Linked DNA regions of Mus musculus: region 1 is linked to region 2. The links are chromatin contacts, called in public HiChIP or PLAC-seq maps. All regions are on one chromosome and are shown on one strand. Each heading gives the region's core, a stretch centred on a gene start, on an enhancer-like site or on the middle of the called end of the contact. The rest is flanking DNA. Distances are from core to core; before and after follow the strand shown. Region 1 has its middle 7.0 kb from the start of Gm35364. Region 2 overlaps Fam53b (family with sequence similarity 53, member B).

Region 1 (4,094 bases), core at 330-2,829, 340 kb after region 2:
CAAGGAGATCCGAAGTCGTGAATGAAGTCTACAAGACAGAGGAAGTTTAACGTTCAGAAATTGGTTCACCATGGAGAACCCTCAATCCAAGTCTAGATCCCGCTGCCCCTCCCCCTAGTGCCCAGCACCTCCGGCTAAGATCCCCAGGCCCCTGAGCGGCCACCATAACAAACACCCGCAGCAGTTGGCGGAAATGGTAGGTCTCAGTCCTGGCAGTTATGTGTCAAGCTCTATGGCCGTTTGTAGAGCAAATAAAACAGCACTTTAGAACTTACTGCACAGCAAACCTGCCACAGGGATGATACCCCTGTACCCCTGTGGGCCTTTCGCCCTGAAAGCCTAATGGAGGCGCTAGAAACATCTTGACCCCTCCCCCCCAGGTCAGAAACATTGGGTCAGGATCACTGTGGGCAGAAAAGTGTTCAGGACAGGGTCCCGCCAAGCACCTGGCTCAGCTGAGCTGAAGTTGGGGGCCCACTTGAATGTCCTCCCCACCAAGGAATCTCAAGTCACCCCGCCCGCAGCTCCCTCCAGGCCATGGAGGCCAGCTGGTGAGAGGGAAGCGGCAGGAGGAAGGAAGTGGGGGCTGGGGCACAGGGTCTATTACCATCACCTTCCAACACTTCCCTGCTGTTTAGATTAGCAAGTGAAAAGGCCCGGACCAGGGGAGTTTTCCCCGGGTCGGATGCCTCACCCTGGGCACAGAGATAGACGGGCGGGGTCGCCAGGTGCACACACCCCAGGGGCTAGAAGCCCACTTGGAGTCCTGAGATTCCAGATCCTCAAAAGCCAAATGAAAGGCCCCCCACGCTCCTTCCCCTCACTTCCCATCCAGACCACGCCCCCTCCCGGGGCGGGGCCAGGTGTGACCGAGACCTTCCTCTTAGACCCAGCCTCTCTTGCCCGCCTGGAAGGTCGCTCAGGACACCGGAAGTTGGTGTCCGACTGGGTAGAAGGCAGAGGGTCCTGGAGGGCCCAACTCTGCTCTACCGGAACAAGGATAGGGAAAAAAAAAAAAACACCCAGCCCCTCCGTGACTTGGAAAAAGCGACTCTATTTCTTCCTTGCAATAAACAGGAATTATTGTATTTACCCAGCTCGCAGAGCCTCGTGAAGATTAATGGCTGTGAACTGTTTTTAAGATAAAAAAACACTCCCAGATCTTACTTGTAACATTCATATATGCATATGGACATCTGATGCACTTAAAAAAAAAAATCACTCTATCCAAGTGACATTCATCACCAGATCTTAGAGCAACAAAAGAAAGCGATGGGTGCTCTCCGGACAATATCTGACCATGGCACGCACCTGAGCCACCAGCTCCAAAAGGCAGAGAGGCTATCCAGCCAGCAGTGCAGATTAGGATAACATCTAGAGAAGGTAGGGAAACATGAAACTTAAAATATCCGTCGTCCACTCCATTAGGAAAGAAAATGAAAGGGCATCTTCCTAATGAAGCCCATTAGACTCGGCCTCCACCTGGGTTTCTGGTGTTTGGAAACTCCTAAACACGGGGCTCCAGTGGTCATTCAAGCTATGCCAGTGCCTGGAGCTTGCACGATCCGGTCCTATCTGGCCAAGCTGTTCCAACAGCAAACCCCTCTCTCGAGGAACCAGCAGCGCCCTTCCTGGATTATGCAAGGTCACGTGACCGCCGAGGGCACTTTTGGAGTGGAAATGGGAGTTGGGGGTTCAGGATGTTAACCTCTTTCTTTCAACCATCCCAAGACTTGGGTTTTAAGGCAGGCAGATCTGAGTGTAAGCACACCAGCGTTTCACCGTGTGCGAGGCGTTAAGAGCTAGCAGTGAAGCACTTTATTTGGACTCGAGTAGAACACACTAAAATTCTCCATCAGCGAGAATAGTCACAACTAGGGTTCATTTAAAGGGAAAGTACAGAGATCCTCTCCAGCAAGTCATTTTCACCTGCTGCCCCTTGCCCCTCCTACTCCTCTCTTCCGATCAGGTGTAAACACAGTTCCAGGTTTCATTATGCCCGTTCGCACCCATAAAGCAATATTTTGCTGGCCTCCATATTAATTTTTTTTAACTTTCATAATAGGACCAAGAAAAACAAAGTATCCCATTAGGCCATGAGCTTGGTCTCTTAGTTCCTTCCAGACAAACTTCCTAGGATTCCATGACTTCAATAATAAAGTTTTTGTTCCTCCTGAGATAACAAGAGGCATGATGGGAGCAGAGCCACAATGAGGCCTGAGAAGGAAGCCTGGTGCTATTTTCCACATCATCTGAGCAGGCCTCACTATGGGCTGCTCCAGTAATACCCAGAGCCACTGCTTTCTTATCTCCTAGCAAACAATCTTTAAGCCAAGCAGTGTAAATCATAATTAGGATGTTGTAATACAAGAAGAAAGAAGCACATGCTGACCAGAATCCAGAAAGGAAAAAAAAAAAAAAAATCAACACCATAAACCAGGTAAGGGGTTCATTGCATGTCTGTAATCTCTGCACTTGTGAGGTAGAAACAAGGAAGGAATTCAAGTCTAGCCTTTGTTACATTAGACTAGACCAAAAAACAAACAAACAAACAAACATAGGGTAAGGTATTATTTCCTTTTCTAGTTTACAAAAGCTCACCCCCACACAGACATCTTCACCAGGGTTTTCCTGGCCACCTGAGGTCTAGACAAACCCAGTCACCTGCAATTTAGGATTAACATCCTCCAAACACCACCCAGCTTGGGGGATGAGAAAGGAAAGTTCTAGTACTTAGGACAGAAGTCACAATTCCTTTTAAAACTAGCATGACTGCTTGCCCCATTAGTCAGAACCCAACCATTTTATCACAATTTCTATGAAATTTAAGTCCACTCTAGCAGCCAACTGTTAAATCTACGTTAGGCCTACAGCTCAAGCCGGGCACTTCTAAGCACCCACAGGGGACCAAGCTTGGTGGATGGAAACTGCCAGGGGGCCTCAAAATTATGAGTGCACATTGCTAAATACCAGGTAGACGCAGCCCTGGGAATAGACAATTACCCACATGGTTCCAGTTTGGATGGAGATTTTTACGAGGTACCAGGAATGCCTGTCACCTGAGCCATCATGGGTCCCACGTGGAAGTGCGAGGAAAGGCTCTGAGAATGAAGACTCAAAGAAGCCTTTTCAGAAATAACAGCAGGAGCCACAAACAGGCAGGCCCTATAGCAAATAGTCAAGTATAGGATCCGGTCCCTAAAGGCAAAGCCGGAGCACAGGGAGGAATTAAACACAAAGTCAGGTCCTTCCTGGGATTTCAGTTGCCTCAGTGTCTGGCACTGTATAGATAGTGTTCTCCTAAGATCACATTTGAAAGGGGGGGGGGGGTGAGGGAGTTGTCATTCTTAATGCTTTTCTCGGAAACTGCTTCTATTTGCCCTTGTAATCTTTCCTCAAAAAGAATGCAGACTGCTAAGAACCAAAGCATGTATTCTCCTGGAGTCCAGTAAGACCACCTTCTAAGAAAAACTCAGGAAGGGAAGCTGGCCAAATTTCCATGCCTGACCAAGGCAGATGAATGCCAGGCTGGTTCCCATCCCTGTTGTGTTCTCCTGCAGAAGGGGAAAACTGCCCCTTGGCTCCCTTTGTCAACATTCCGCACAAACAATGGCCAGGCTCTTTCACCACTTTAGACTCTATATTCATCTGTGAATCCCCCTCTTCCACACAATGTGCAAGGCCCTTCTTTTCATAGGAGAAGTTCTGAATGCCCAAGAGCAGCCATAATTTAGGCCTTCCACATTAATAATGACATCTAAAAGCAAACTCCAGATTAGGCCCAAACATTCATTTGTGACTATCATTAGAGTCACACTGATAGCTTTTGGATACTTTTCATTAAATCATGATCAAAAGAGCCACTATAAAACTGGTTCTGAAGTTTTTGGCGATTATTAAATATAATTTTCTGAACTCAGAGATAGGGCTTTAAAAAAATAAAAAAAAAAAACCTTTCATAACTCCATGACACATATTCCATTAAAGCCAGACTTGAATAAAAATTAACTTCAAAAGGTGGGACTGGGGAAAGCTTCGGATATTCCCAGCTCTCCCCGGGGACTGTAACTTTAAGTTGCAGCCAAAGTAAATTA
Region 2 (4,478 bases), core at 397-2,896:
TGCTTGAGGTCCTCACCAGTTCAGGGATGAAGGTCCTGTGTGCTCCAGAGTCAGCTCCCTGGTTGATGAGGCTTCTCCTTAGGATCATCACCATGGTAAGGACCTCAGGAACTGGGCTGCATCCCAGGCTGGGCACAGGCCATCTTCAGCGGGGAAGACTTGATTAACAGTGATACCTGGGCATTCCGGAGAGTGAGGTCACTAGAAACAGCTCCCCATCAGTTGCTCAGACTGGCCTCTGGGAATGGCCAAAAGTAGTCAACGGCCTGGAAAGACAAAAAGACAAGCAACGGGCTCAGCACTAGGAAAGCCTCAGGTGTAATGCAGAGAACTCCACAGGGATGGAACCATATCCTTACTAAAGGAGGTGCACTCTGGGAGGTCACCAAGGGCAAGAATCACTTTCTTAGATCTCTCTCTCTCTCTCTCTCTCTCTCTCTCTCACACACACACACAAACACACACACACAAACACACACACACCCCAGCTAGCCTTAGACATCTAATATAGCCAATGCTCTGCCAGAGACAGCAACAAATTTGGACCCACGAGACATCTTCAAGACCACAGGTTCTGAGGTGCTAGCAATATGTGGTTCCTGGCAATCCAGCATCTTATCACTGGCTGGGCTGGCTTTTGCAGGCACACCGAGCTCACATTAGGACAAGTTTAGACTGGCAAAGGATCAATATTCCTCATCCCCACATCCAATATCAAAGGGGGCAGGGGATGCAGAGCTGGCCACTGGCTTACCTCATCTACCTTCTTAGGAAAACTGCTACAAACAAATCAGGAAGGTCTATTTAAAGACACGTGTCCCATCCTTAACAGTTGTGGTTTTGTCCCTTTCCCCAGAGTGGGCCACACCAAGTGACCTATGAGCGACTGCCCAGACCTCCTCGGCACTATCACTTGCCAAAGATCATCAGGCAGCCTCCTTGTTCATGACGTCCCACCAAGCAAAGGAAGACACTGCACAGGTCTGAAAAGCCACTCCTTACAAGGTGACTTCCCTGATCTTAATACCCCATCCCTATCAGCCTGCGATTTGACCTTCAAAGGAAAGTCACATGGACAGAAGGACTGGAAGATCACCATCAAAATCTAAAAAATAACGGTAATCATAGCAATAAAGAAAAAGAAAAGCGGCTTCTAATCTGTGATTAAAAACGGACTGTTCAGCACTAATGTTTTAGAAGCTGCTGTGTGAAAGTAGATGGCACCTGGCATTCACTTCCCATCCAGCTTGTCAGCCATGTTCTCCTGTTTACTTCCACTGGACTTTACAGTGGTGCTCCTGACTCTGCTATTACAGGCCGGCTGGTGAGCACAGGAAACCAACCTTCTAACTTCTTCGAAAACAAGGTTCATCCAAAGTGCAAAATCAGGGGTGGGGAGGAGGGTAGTCAATGCATTTATAAAGCTTGACTGTTCAGGAAAGGAGGCGGGGGGGGGGGGGGTGGTGGTCAAGAGTCCCCCGTGGCGCTAGGAGACCTGCTTCATGCTTCAGTACCACATCAGTCTACAAACTGTGTGTCCCAACCAAGTGTGATGTGTTTAAGGAAAGAATGTCAAACCATTCCGCCTAGTTCTGGCTCAACAGCAGGGCCAGAAGTGCCCACTGGCCCCCTGCAGGCTTGGATCAGGAACAGGCCAGGAGGGGTGCCCCTGGATTCGCCCTTCAAAAGGGCCCTTTGTGCTGCCTCAGCAGGGGAGGCCTGATGGCAGCCATCACCTTCTGGGTGTGAACCTCAATTCAGCTCTAGGGCAGGCAGCCATTGGCACAAGGCCTGAGAAGTAAACTCAGCATTTCCTTCTCGGAGGTGACTGCTAGCCTTGGTGGTCATAAACTCGGAGCCTAAGACCAGCATATTTGGGTTGGAATCTTCCCTCTTGAAATATATTGATTTCTCTGTGGGGCCCAGTTTCCTTCCCTCTTGATAAATAAGAAATAACTCTAGCTGCCCTTAAGGTTATTGTATCCTAGGGAAGCAGAGGTCAAGCGTTTTCCTCTGTGTCCGGTTCATCTGAGAAATCACTGACAGCAGCTACTACCGCCAGTTTCATGGAGGAGTCCCAACCCTCTTTCCAGGGGTGGACATCCAGTCATCCTTTGCAGCTGACTTAAATTCCACCAGCAGGGGCCTGGCTGTATCAGGGTCCATCCCTCTGCTGAAACTGGGAGGCCAGTAAAAGCAAGACTATGGAGATCTGTTGCCATGGAAACATGACAGCCCTTCCAGCCACAGCTCTGCACAAAGCTGAAAAATGGGCATCCGTACTCTTACCAGCTCCAACCCCACTTTAGCCCCTACAAAGGGGAGCTGGCAGAGGCAGCACTTGGGGTGGAGTACTATAAGCACCTGTGTACCCGAGTGGTCAGTAAATGGCCAAAGGTCTGGAGAAGAAAGGAATGTGGCCTCACTCCTGCCCTCACAGCTCTGAAAAGTGGCAGCACTATATACAAGCTGAGAGCAGGGGGAAGGGCAGTGTGTGTGTGGGGGGGAGGGGGGTATTAAAGCCTCCCCTGCACGGAGCCCAGGGCAGGAACACCCTGGCTGCCCACTCACAGGGGACTGGCTAAATAAACTACAGTAGAGTTGTATGGCTGAAGGCTGTGTGGCCTTTAAAAACGGTTGTAATGAAGCAGTCAGAACACGATATGGGGAATGGTATGCACTCTGGCAGCCATGCTGCAGGACAGAGAGCTGGAAAGACCCTGAGCTCTGAGAGCCACGCTGAATGCAGACTTTATTCTGCAACATGGTGGCTCCCAGGAGCTGTGGCTGGAGCTGGCTTCTGGGATCAGCTGGAAGAGTCTCTGCCCTTTACATGCCTCAGCACAATCCCTTGAACAAGTTGAGCTCAGCACACACTTATGGAATTAGGCTAAATCGCAGCAGCTTCTTCGAGTCTGGGTATATATAGACCTGGAGAGGCTAATCCAGACCAGCAGAGCTTGGCACAATCTCAAGTTGCCGAGGATTCTTTCGACCAGTAAGTAACACAGGCTCAAAGAACCCCATCAGGGAATGCTGGTCCCTGTCCAGCGACCTAGACCAGTGTAAGAAGACCTCTTTCCAGAGAATAAGGGACAGGTGATTCCAGGAGGGTGGGTGACAAGACTGAAACCTAGCTGTCTTTGAAGCTGTCTTCTGTCTTTGAGGCTGCCGCTTGACCCAGCTGGCTTTCTCTGTAACCTCACTTAGAACAGCTTCTATCTACTGAGCACTACCTTGGTGTGTCTCTAAGGAGTCACCAATTCCCAGTGTAGCCATGTTAAGGGGGCATAGGGCAGGGGCATGGTGCTTTAGCAGGTATCATGGGACTGAGTTAATTAAAAAAAAAAAAAGTTATAAAAGCATGTGCCTGGCCACACCTGGCCACGCCTGTCTCACTTTACGTTCTCTCCCTTTCCACATAATGTGGTATCATTTATCATTTGCCTCCAACCTTTCAGAGCTGAGACAATTCTTCAGCCATGCCATGAAACCTTCCCTCTTAATAAAGTCTATTCTTTATAAAGTTACCCAGCTTCAGTTATTTTATCATAGCAGCAGAAAATGAACTAACAAGTCAGGCATTATAGCTCATGCCTATAATCCCAGAATTTGAGAGGTGGGGGCAGAAGGACTAGGAGCTCCAGACCAGCTTCAAATATATCATACCTGGTCTGAAACTAACATCACTCCAAAATAAAACAAACTCATGCAATTACCTACTATGCTAGTAAAAGCTGCTCTACACACATTAGCCGTAAAGTAGGCTCATGTTTCCCCATTTCACAGACACATGAAGAAGCTCACCAGCACTGAGTCCAAAAGCTGGGCTCGGATCCCTGGTGGATCAGCTCCCACGCTTGTAACTTCCCACAGGCGCCCACCTGTCCATCCCACGCGTGCCCCTCAGAAACCCACTCAGGCAACTACCACACAGCCTAGCAATCGATCACATTCCTCAGCGTTTGTCCTGGAAAATTAAACATGGTCACCTCAAAACCTGCCACAAATACCTTATTCACAACAGTCAAATCAGGAACCCATCCAAATGTCCGTCAGTGGTGATTGGTTAAACAGTGGCTCATCCATTCTAGGGAAGACCACTCAGCAGAAAAGGAGGAACTAGTCTCAGACGCCACGAGCTCCCAGAGAATTATTCTGGGCTTAAAAAAGTGACTCCCCTAGGGTTAAATTGCTATATGATACCATTTGTAACAAACTCTTGAAATGATAAAAGTATAGAATTGAAGACTAGCAGTTGTCAGGCGTTTGGAAGATGTGTCAGAAAAACAACACAAGATACGCTAGGGAAGACGGAAGTATTCCTACCTCCACTATTCCATGTCTGTTTCCTGTTTCTGATGTTGGGCTTCAGTCTAACAAGCTAAACTACCCACACTTCAAAGCCAGAAGAACCTGCCAGTGCCACAGCGCCAGCAGGGTAAGACCAACACCCAAGTCTAGGCCTACTCCTGGCT

The links. HiChIP or PLAC-seq counts read pairs in DNA pulled down with a chosen protein or histone mark.
Region 1: an H3K27ac HiChIP or PLAC-seq map of embryonic stem cells shows a contact between it and region 2, with 5 read pairs. The contact joins two enhancer-like sites. A contact is called at or near these places in 3 of 115 datasets of contacts at active chromatin or transcription factors (bone marrow-derived macrophages, embryonic stem cells and pancreatic cancer cells) and 1 of 9 other capture datasets (liver).

The regions. Positions count from the first base shown.
Region 1 is chr7:133,114,477-133,118,570 of GRCm38.p6, forward strand. It overlaps a transcript of Ctbp2 not described here. Among named protein-coding and RNA genes, the nearest start is that of Gm35364, 7.0 kb to the right of the region's middle. Within about 2 kb of position 1,580, at least 57 of the 459 cell types and tissues checked have an H3K27ac peak or open chromatin away from gene starts, as enhancers often do. A contact at or near this core is called in embryonic stem cells, where this site is marked.
Region 2 is chr7:132,779,120-132,783,597 of GRCm38.p6, forward strand. Fam53b (family with sequence similarity 53, member B) reads right to left here. Exons shown (of 5, transcript NM_001381858.1): 2 at 17-266. The coding sequence starts at 94. Among named protein-coding and RNA genes, the nearest start is that of Fam53b, 32 kb to the right of the region's middle. Within about 2 kb of position 1,647, at least 93 of the 459 cell types and tissues checked have an H3K27ac peak or open chromatin away from gene starts, as enhancers often do. A contact at or near this core is called in embryonic stem cells, where this site is marked.